Linked DNA regions of Capsicum annuum: region 2 is linked to region 1. Evidence: chromatin contacts called from public Hi-C data. All regions are on one chromosome and are shown on one strand. The core of a region is the stretch at or near the end of the contact, and the rest is flanking DNA. Distances in the headings are between cores, read along the strand shown. Region 1 has its middle 40 kb from the start of LOC107869802. Region 2 holds the start of LOC107868179.

Region 1 (5,690 bases), core at 1,201-3,700:
CGTCAAGTCAAACCGAACCGACGAACCAAATCAAACCGAGAAAAAAACTAACTTATGGTTTGGCTTGGTTGGTTTGGCGTTATAAAATAAAAACCGACCATTCTTGGTTTGGTTTGGTGTTAACCAAAGAAAAAAGTCAAACCGAACCCAAATCAAACCGACATAATATATATATATATGTATATATATATATATATATATATATATATGTATATATATATAGTGTCAACTTTTTATACATAAAATATTAATTATAATCTACTTTTTAAATACTTTTTCAATTAGTTTTATTAATTTTCAATATTTAGAAAATACATGTAGATATATATTCAGATTTGAGTTTTTAAGTTGTAATATTTGTCCATTAATTGCTAATTACATGATACAAAACTCAATATAAACTTAAAACCTAAACTTTTCACTCCTCATCTTACTTTTTAGTTTCAAGAGAGTTTTCGGATCCTCATTTTTTCATAATTGTGGTTTTCATTAGTACATGAGTGAAAACATATTTGATCTAGTCTTCAATCTCAATATAATTGTAAAAAATAAAGATTATAAAAAAAATCAAAAAAATCGAAAGGACCGACTAAAACCTAAACCGACAAAACCAAATTTATGTTGGTTTGATTTGGTTTATAGTTTTAATAAATCGACATGATTGATTTTTTTTTTTTAATAAAAAATCAAACCAACCCGCCCTATGTACACTCCTACTTCTAAGGCCTCCATTCCTATTTTTCCCTCTTTTTTTTTTGGTATTTTTCCTTATTTTATAAGTGAATAATTAATCATATTCTATCCTATTTATGAAGTGTCATTAACTTCTTTAACAATCATATTAATTTATTGTTAATAAATTATTATATTAATCATTAATTATGAACATAAAGAAAATTAAGTTGAAGTTATGAATAAATAAAATAAATAAATAAATTATAATAATATAAAACTCAAGAATGTGAAAATTGTTAATATGACATTGCACTATATATGATATTTATAATATTTTTATTTCAAATATATCAATAAAAAATTACATAAAAAAAGGAAAGAAATTTAAACTATATTATACATCTTAAAAAAAAAAATCGATCGCATTACTATAAAACTACCTTAATATTGATTTTCATGATCATATTTACTTGGAGGAGGAAAACAAATATGTAAAAGAAAAACATTAAAAATAAGAAAGAATACCAAATACATAAGCATGAAAGAATATTTGAAGCACTAAGCTTTTAGAGAGAGAAAGACCAAACTCTTTCTAAATTTTAACACCCCCTTTGTCCTCTCACTTACCCAGAGTATGACCCCCACTCATATCCCCATCTCGATCCCACCGGAACGACCTGACACTTAGGATATACATATATCCATTGATCCTCCGGTTAAACTCTCTTATAGTGATATTGTAAAAGAGCAAATACTCTCACTGGAACAAAACTTACCGGGAATTGATTCAACCTTCAACCCCGATTCAGAGGGGGATGAAATCACTTTATCACCAGAGGTAAAAAACAGACTCTATGAACCTTGAAAAATCTCCGTCATCATCAAATTGATGGGGAAGAAATTAAATCATTCTTATCTCAAAAAGAAGCTAAACGATCTGTGAAAATTGAAGAAAAATTTTCCACTCATCGAATTTGGGACTGGAATACTATACGGTGAAGCTCTCCAATAAAGAATTATAATGACGAATCTTGCAAGAGTGACCCTGATTTGTGGCTGGCTCTAATCTGTCGGTAAGAATCTGGGAACCAAACTTCATTCCCAAAGAGTCGACCATTGAATCAATGGTCATATGGATTCGACTCCCCCAGTTACCAACAGAGTACTATGGTGGCTCTAGAGATATGATTAAATGTATAAATTTTAGAGATATGATTTATGAATAATTACTCTTTTCAAATACATTGTATATTAAAAAAAATAGTTATTCCTAACAAATATTTTATATAAAAAAACACTTGAAATATTAAAAGATATTATTATTTTATAATTAGAGAAAGATTTTCAAAAAAAATCTTTGAAAAAAAAAGGAACATTACATTGTTTATACACACACTTATAGACGGATAATTGAAAGAGATTAAAAATAAAAAAAAAACAAAAAACAAAATTGGAGTGGGTTTTCAATTCTATGTACAACAGTTAATAATTAATATAATAACTATTGACAATAAACTATTACGGCTATTAAAAAATTTAATGATACTTAATAAACAGAATATAATTAATTATTCAATTATAAAATAAGAAAAAGTATAAAAAAAACTCAAAAAGATAAGAAAAAAAATAAAAATGGAGGCCTTAAAAATATGTCACAGCAGCATATTCGTAAGCCTTCTTTATTTATTTACATATATATTACTCTATTATATAAGCCAACAGGTTGGGACTATCACAGCATAAGATGGTTGTACAAGAGGCTTTCTAAGGTATACAACAGGTCATTTTAATTTTATGCTCTTTCTGGCCCTATTTAATTGGCTGTTAAGCACGTGGAAGGGTTGATGTCCACGTATGACCAGTAATCCCTTTTACCGTATACTCAAAAAGGGACCAAAGGCTCCTCTTCCACTTCTTTTACGGCTGAGTCTTTTTGAAGTTGGACTCGATCAATTTGAAGGTTGAATTTGGTAGGACTTCTCTTCAATTTCGTACTTTTATTGTGCTTTAGGTCGTTTAATTTTAATTTTATGGTGATTTATCTCATTCTTTCTTTGTTCCCTTCTTAGGAGAAACATAGAGAAATACAATTTTTCCTTTTTGATTCTTTGTTTGTTCCATTGATCTGAAAATCTATCGGAATAAATACATGCAATCATGTCTTCAATGTTTTGGGTGTGTTTTGGTTTCGGCTGTCAACAATCCCTTCTTGGTTTCTTAGTTTGAGTTGTATGTCAGTACTATGTTATGTTTGCTCTCTGTTGTACATAGGGTGTTTAATGGTTTGCTTAACTCGACCTGCTCCCCTCTTTAATTGTGTATTCATAGAAATTTCTATATTTTAGGAGCCAACGCTGGAACTTTTAATACTCTTACTGTTACTATTAAAAACTTTTGAAAGATTATTACATTAACGAACATATGTTCATCACATCAATGTGACAAAATTTAGAGTATTTAAATTTGCATGTATAGATTACCACTAGCTAGAGCAAGGACATTGGCAAAAGGATATGTGCCTTGTTTCAACTTAACCGCAAATTGAACACAATTCCATTTGGTGTTGCTCTCAAACTCTTCTTTCCTATATTATTGTGAAGATATCTTTGGTAGACACATGTCACTAAGATTCAATATCGATCAGATAACATATGCGAAGTCCATATCATTGACATAAGTCGAGAGCGACAAAGCCTTGCAAAAGAGAATCAAATTTCAAAATCTGATTCTAGAAGATGAACAGGTACTTTCACCTATATAGTAATGCTATTTACTTTCTCTATGCATACTTACATTATTTACCTACATCTCAAAAAGCTATTGCTATAGTCCGCCGGACTCGGAAAGTAATAACGAAAGTAGCTAACACTATAGCAGATTCTACGGCTGCCACTACAGGAACCAATGAAGCAAATGATCGATATCATCCGAAGAAACAGCAAGTACTTGAAAAGGCATATTTTTGAGTTTCTCCACTCTCAACTTGTTCATTGAAATCCATACACATGTTGACTGGTAAGTTAGCTCTTAGATATTGAGTTTTAGCTATCCTGGATTTTAGGGAAGTGCTTAAAAGTTTATTTTGACATACTCGATTGTCTTAGGCTACATAACATGTTCTTGGTAGAGTCGTCTTTAGAGGAGTGATGAAGAATACTGATGATACTGTTAGTGCTAAGGCAAAGCCAAATGTAAAGGCGATGGAAGAAAGCGAGAGGTGAAGGTTGTAACAAAGAAATTATCAAGTGTCAATCCTTTCATTATTTTAAGCCTTCTTATTGGCAAGTGGTCTGGACTCTGGTGTGTAGTTGGTGAACAATGACCTTCATAATTTATTTTTGTTCTAAAATGACTTCACCTTTTCTTCTCACTTTTTGTATAGAATTCGTCAAACTAGACAGTAGTATTGCTATTTTCCTTAGTTTCTTATACTTCACTGACTTTGTCCAAACAAGTTTTCATTATGAAACGTTTCTTGAAAAATTCCATTGTAAGTGATATATAAACTTATGTATATTTTCTGGTGCATAACATCTATTCTCTTTTGTCCCCCTTACGTTACACCATTTTTTGTGTCCAAAGGCGCAGTTAAAAATTGATGGTGTTATGCATATGGCATTGTTGTGTTTGTACCCACTCTGGCCAAAAGTTGGTTGCTTGCTTACCAAAATTGAAGGCATATTCCATATTTTTCTATTTTCTTTTAGAGGTGATACAAGGCTTAACTTGAGAGTGACAAAGATGGTCTAATAAGAGATTACAATATTCTCTATCACCAGAATTCTTTGAGAAATGCTCTGAATTGCAAGCTTCAAGTGATGCACTAATATATATATATATATATATTGGAGCAAACCTTTGCTCAGGTATGTCCAAGCTGCAGACATGTCAAACGTAATTGATAACCAGAGTTTGCTTTAGAGTTTCAGATGTATTACACTGTCAGAAATGTTGGAGGACCATTACTCTTAAGTGCAACACATGAAAAGGCATTGAAATCATTTATTAGTAAGAGTTATTATTTTGTTTTCTTGCTAGAATATTTTTAGGTTGATAGCATATGGAGATGGATCTATTTACATGTTCTTACTTCTCAAGGTTGGCATTAAAATATTTTTTGAGGAAAATTACATGAGAATATTAATTAGGTGATTTTACTTTCACGTAAACCCAACAACCAAAAAGTCTACTGGCAACAGCTATGGAGTTAAACAATGTGTTGAGATGCACCATGAGGCTCTTTCTGGTGACAATGTCGGATTCAACGTCAAGAACATTGTCGTTAAGGATCTTAAGAGAGGTTATGTTTCTTCCAACTCCAAAGATGACCCAACAAAGGACGCAGTCAGCTTCACTGCCCAAGTCATCATCATGAACTATCCTGGTCAGATTGGTAATGGATATGCTCCGGTGCTCGACTGCCACCTCCCATATTGCTGTCCAATTCACTGAGATCATGACCAAGATTGACAAATGTTCTGGCAAGGAACTGGAGAAGGAGCCCAAATTCTTGAAGAATGGTGATGCCGGCATGGTTAAGATGATTCCCACCAAGCCCATGGTGGTTGAAACTTTAGCTGAATACCCACCATTCGAACGATTTGATGTGAGGGACATTTGTCAAACTGTAGCTGTTGGAGTTGTCAAGAATGTTGACAAGAAGGACCCTACTGGTGTTTAAGTCACCAAGGCTGCTCAAAAGAAGAATCTGGACATGCAGCTTTAACTAGAGTGACACAGTAAGTTCTTTAGCTGGTCTCCTGCCTTTTACTCTTGAACAAACTGACTTAGCGTTAGAAGCTTCATAGAGGTAATGAAAAAGAAGGAAAGTTGGTAAGTTTTCAACAAAAAACGCAATACTGTGGTGTACGTCATGCAGAAAGTCATCAGTGAATGCAATTGATGTGAAAACAATGTCAGCGGAACCTGTGGCAGTTGTTGAATTGCCCAAAAGAGTTCCATATGGATTCCATGCTTTCTTGGTTACACAGGTAAGTCAACATGACATTCTTTGA
Region 2 (5,303 bases), core at 2,149-4,648, 99 kb before region 1:
CCCAGTATAATCCCACTAAGTGGGGTTTGGGGAGGGTAGAGTCACGCTGACCTTATATCTACCTCAGGTAGGTAAATAGGCTGTTTCCAGATAGACCCTCGGCTCAAGAGAAAAAGGTCCAACGCGGTCCAGAAAATGAAGTAACAGAAGTACAGGAAATAGCATATAGTAACAGGGCAATAACTACAAAAACAATATAATATAATAGTCAAAAGACAAAACAACAGATAATACCAAAAATCGAAGGACCACAAACTACAGGAGCAATATTACAATTATTGGTTGGGCGGATAACCTCAAATATCTAAAGCCACCAAGAAAAAGAACTAATTTTTCCCCCAGAGAGAAAATACAATTTTATCATAAAAATCATATCAAGATCATGAACAAAAAAAAATGATATTAAACCCTACCTTATTACCCAGCAAACTCCCAATAGCAGTAGTACAACAACAACAAGATACCAAGTGTATTCCCACTAAGTGGGGTCTTGAGAGGGTAAAGTGTACGCATACCACTACCACACATGAAGTACAGAGGTTGTTTCCGATAGACCCTCGGCTAAGGCCTCATAACTATATAATAAACAAAAACACAAAAGCGCACAACAAGATGGAATAACACATTGCTAGATAATAAAGGAAATAACACACCCTCAAGATACTACTATAAACTATCTATCCAAAATCATAGACATCACCGAAGCAGCATGAACAAGAAACCCAGGCGCAGCTACAAACAAAGCACTCTTCCCTACTATAACGGATGAACTCCTACCCACTAACTATCTACCCTAATCCGAGTCCTCCACACCTTCCTATCAAGGGTCATGTCCTTCATAAGCTGTAATTGCTCCATATCATGCCTAATCAACTCCCTTCAATACTTTTTCGGCCTACCTCTACCCCGCCTAAAACCATCCATAGTCAGCTTCTCACACCTTCATACTGGAACATCCGTTCGCCTCCTCATCATATACCCGAACCATCACAACCTCACTTCCCATATCTTGTCCTCCATCAAAGCCACTCCCACTTTCTTCTGAATAGTTTCATTTCTAACCTTATCTTTCTTGGCAAGCCCACACATTCATCGCAACATCGTCATGTCCGCCACCTTCAACTTTTGGATGTGAGAGTTCTTAACTGGCCAACACTCCGCTCCATACAACATAGTCAGTCGGATTGCCATTCCGTAAAACTTACCTTTAAGCTTAGGAGGTACTTTCTTATCACACAAGACTCCTGAAGTGAGCCAACATTTCAACCACCTTGCACCAATATGATGTGTGACATCACCGTCTATCTCACCATCCCCTTGAATCATAGACCCAAGATACTTGAAACTCTCCCTCTTCTGAATGACCTGAGAATCCAGCTTCACTACCACGTCAACCTCATGCGACAAATCACTAAACTTACATTTCAAGTACTCCGTTTTGATCCTACTCAATCTAATATTTGAGACTTAAGGGTCTGCCTCCAAACCTCCAATTTATCATTAACTACTACCGAGTCTCGTCAATCAGTGCAACATCATTAGTAAATAACATACACCAAGGCACCTCCCCTTGAATACGCCGCGTCAAAACATCCATCACCAAGACAAATAAAAATGGGTTAAGAGTCGATCCCTGATGCAACAACAACAACAACATACCCAGTGTATTCCCACATAGTGGGGTTTGGGGAGGGTCAAATGTACGCAGTCTATACCACTACCTCCGAAGAAGTGGAGAGGTTGTTTTCGATAGACCCCCAGCCAAGGACAGTCGATCCCTGATGGAACCCTGTCAAAACAGGAAAAGGCTCTGAATCTCCTCCTACCGTCCTCACACACGTCCTCACTCTGTCATACATGTCCTGAATCAACATGGTGTAAGTCACAGGCACCCCTCTAGCCTCTAAGCACCTCCACAGAATCTCCTGGAGACTTAGTCATATGTCTTCTCAAGATCAATGAACACCATGTGAAAGTCCTTCTTCCTCTTCCTAAACTGCTCTACTAATCTCCTCACGAGGTGAATGACCTCAGTAGTCGAACGACCTGGCATGAAACCAAACTGATTCTAGAAAATAGTCACGAACCTCCTCAGCCTCAACTCTACCATCCTTTCCCAAACCTTCATAGTATAACTCTCAATGCCAGACTCGAACCGAAACTCAACTGCATCAACGTCATTATCATCTTTAACCGACTTGAACCGAGACTCATATTATCAATAACATCATCAATTGCCGGACTTGAACCGGAACTCGATTATCAATATCATCATAATTGTCGCACTTGAATCGAAACTCATAACAATAAACCACTGGGTTTTAAAAGGAATTTACACCAACTCCCAAATACCAAACCAACATAATCATTAAGTATCCAATCTCCTCAAAGTCCCAAAATAAGCATTTTGAAGTGTATAACAAGCGTTATAAGTTTACTGAAAGCTAACACAAGTCTTGGCCTAATTAAAATCCCAAAATAATGGCAGTAGTACTACAACAAAAATAAAAATCCCAAAATAATTGGATTCAGCTACATAAATATTCTAAATCATTGTCCTGTTTTTTTTTGGAGAAAGATTATAATTCCCAAATATGTACACATTTCATTATTTCCCTTATAACACTCAACAAATCAATCATTAAAAAAAATTGAAACCAAAATAGACACAAGATCAAGATAATTAACAGGTAAGTTAAAGATACTAACAGAAACAGCAGATAGTAACACGACAGTAACTATAACAAAATAATAAGATAGTCGAAGTAAAGTTCAAACAATACTAAAGACTGCATTTTTAGTCCATCCAAATTCCAATGTGGCTTCTTTATCAAATCCAATAGAACCCCAAAATACAATTTTTATAGTTTATTGATTATTCCGTCACCAAAAATAAAAAAAAAAATAAAAAATCCCCTTTACTTAGACACATTTTATTCTCTAATACTTAATAACTTTTAATTAAAAAAAAAAACTTAGAGAGAAAGATTATAATTCCCATACCTATTTCATTTTTTTTTCCTTTCCAACACACAATAATCAAAACTCTAAGAAAAATTGAGGCCAAAATAGACACAAGATCAAGATGATTTAGCCATAAATTAAAAGAAAAATATACATACATTTTGTAAAGAAAAAACTAATCCAAAAAAAGCATATTAAAAAAAATGTACCTTGTAAAATTTAAAACTTAATTGGGAAAAAAAAATAAAATTGGGAGCTTCAGATAGGGGTTATAACGAAGAGGAGAAATTTGGTGAAATTAAGGATGATTACACTATTGTCCAACACGCGTTGTCTGAAGAATGGTCATATTGAAGGAATTTGGTAAAAAGACTACTTCAAGTTCTTTTGTTTGTTTATAAAAGGTGTTTGGAAGTGAGAATTTTTTCTAAAATGTGAAATTAGTAATGGTTGATCATAAAAATTATATTATTTTTGTGAAAATTATTTTTGAAAAAGTAAAAAAAAAGAAGTAAAATTTAAAAGTCAAAGCCAAATGCACCTAAAAATAAGTTAATTCAAACACTTTAAAACTTATTTTCACTTTTTTACTTCTATTTTTTTCGTATAATTTTAAAAGCAATTTCAATTTATATTCACGGTCAAACACACCACCAACTCCAACTTCAACTTTAACTCCAATTCTAACTCTGAAAAGTTATTATTTTCATGGCTATACGAGGTCTTAATTTGAGTTCAAAGGCCAAAATGACATTCTCTTAGTTCAAGTATCTCGATTTATTAAGTTTCATTGATAAGTATATTTCTTACTTAAATTATCACTATGTATTTATCAAAATACTAGTATTAAGCACGTGCGTTGCATGTGTATATCAAGTCAAGTCGTTAATCGCCAAAATATGTATACAAGAATAACAAATTATCGAAAAATAGCAACTGACTTTAAATAGAATTTTTTTTTTTTGTTGAGGTTAAATTTCACTTTTAAGATATGTACACTTTAATTGACTAAAAAGAAAATGGAAAGAAGAAGTTGATGAGACCTTTGATGATGTGAAACTTCTCATAAAATATTCCTCTTTCACAATATAACAAATTTCATTTCTTGCTCCTTTAATTTTTCTTCCAATCTTCTGCTGATTCTATATTATGTTTGCAAATTTGATTTTATAGAGTTGAAGTACTTCACTTTCTATGTAAATTAAGGATCAATATACTCATTTGTTGATATCTCTGAAAACTAATAATTTCAAAGTATCGTAAAAGAATTAATACACATTACATCAAATGCATAGACATATGAGTAATGAATAAGTATAATAATCTCGGATTACACTTTGTAATTAACTTTATTCATGAGATATTAACTAATTTCGAGACTAATTATCCTACCACTTTAGTTAAAATGGTGGGACACTATTTCATATCGAAGGCGGGATAAAATAATCCCATGTCATATTTCAACCCATGAAATATTCCTACATATCAATCTCATGTACCAAATGATCATTAAAGCATATACAATCACTAAAACTACATGCAATAAAAGATACATATTACCGCTAAGCTATCTCTCATTTGTCCATGTAGGTCAATTCTTCTGTACAATTTTTCTTTCATAATCTTACAATGTCTAATATCTATAGTCCTAATTAATAGTAGTGAGAGGAAGCCTTGAATTACTCAACCAATGAGCGTTCTTTGCAATATGTTTTACATCTCTATTTGCTTGCTTAAGTATTTTTCATCCCAGAATGATTTCAACAACTCTTTGAAAGAAGTCTTGAGCTCTTCAAAGGAATCAACGCTTGGTATGTTGAAAACTCTCTTTTTCAAAGTACAGCAAGACGGTTCGTCGGCCTAATACAAGTAACAAAGATTTGAACATGAACATAATGTCATAAGTACATGAATAATGCCAGTCAAAATAGAATATGTTGCAACGTCCAGTGGTCTAACTTCATGTAATTTAGGGTAGTCACTCGAACACCTTTCGTCAAAAAATTATATTATGTAAATTGAGAATTATAACAAAATTATTTTCATACCTATATATTAAATCTTGAACACTCTAAACGAAATTTCTAGATTCGCTACTGGCAATGCCCTACCATGTAATCTTATGAAAGACACTGTCCTACGTGATATGTAGTCTCAACAACCTTGTGGTAGTGTCCACTCTTCAATTCTCTCAGCTTTCCACAATATGGAACTCATGTAATCAAGGTTCCCACAATCATCATGATCAAGTTGTAAAGAATCTACGGAATTTAATTTAGTTAATTGAATGATACCAAACACTCAACGTAAGTCATCAATGTATGTGTAAACAACTTGAT

Evidence for each region. A called contact is a pair of places that touch in the nucleus more often than the background predicts.
Region 2: a Hi-C map of bud shows a contact between it and region 1, with 3 times the contacts expected there. The contact joins the promoter of LOC107868179 here to the enhancer-like site in region 1. A contact is called at or near these places in 2 of 5 Hi-C or Micro-C datasets (bud and leaf).

The regions. Positions count from the first base shown.
Region 1 is chr4:16,241,196-16,246,885 of UCD10Xv1.1, reverse strand. It overlaps the pseudogene LOC107868180. Among protein-coding and RNA genes, the nearest start is that of LOC107869802, 40 kb to the right of the region's middle. Within about 2 kb of position 2,450, at least 5 of the 5 cell types and tissues checked have an H3K27ac peak or open chromatin away from gene starts, as enhancers often do. A contact at or near this core is called in bud and leaf, where this site is marked.
Region 2 is chr4:16,341,064-16,346,366 of UCD10Xv1.1, reverse strand. It overlaps LOC107868179, which reads right to left and starts at 3,398. Exons shown (of 3, transcript XM_016714789.2): 1 at 3,174-3,398.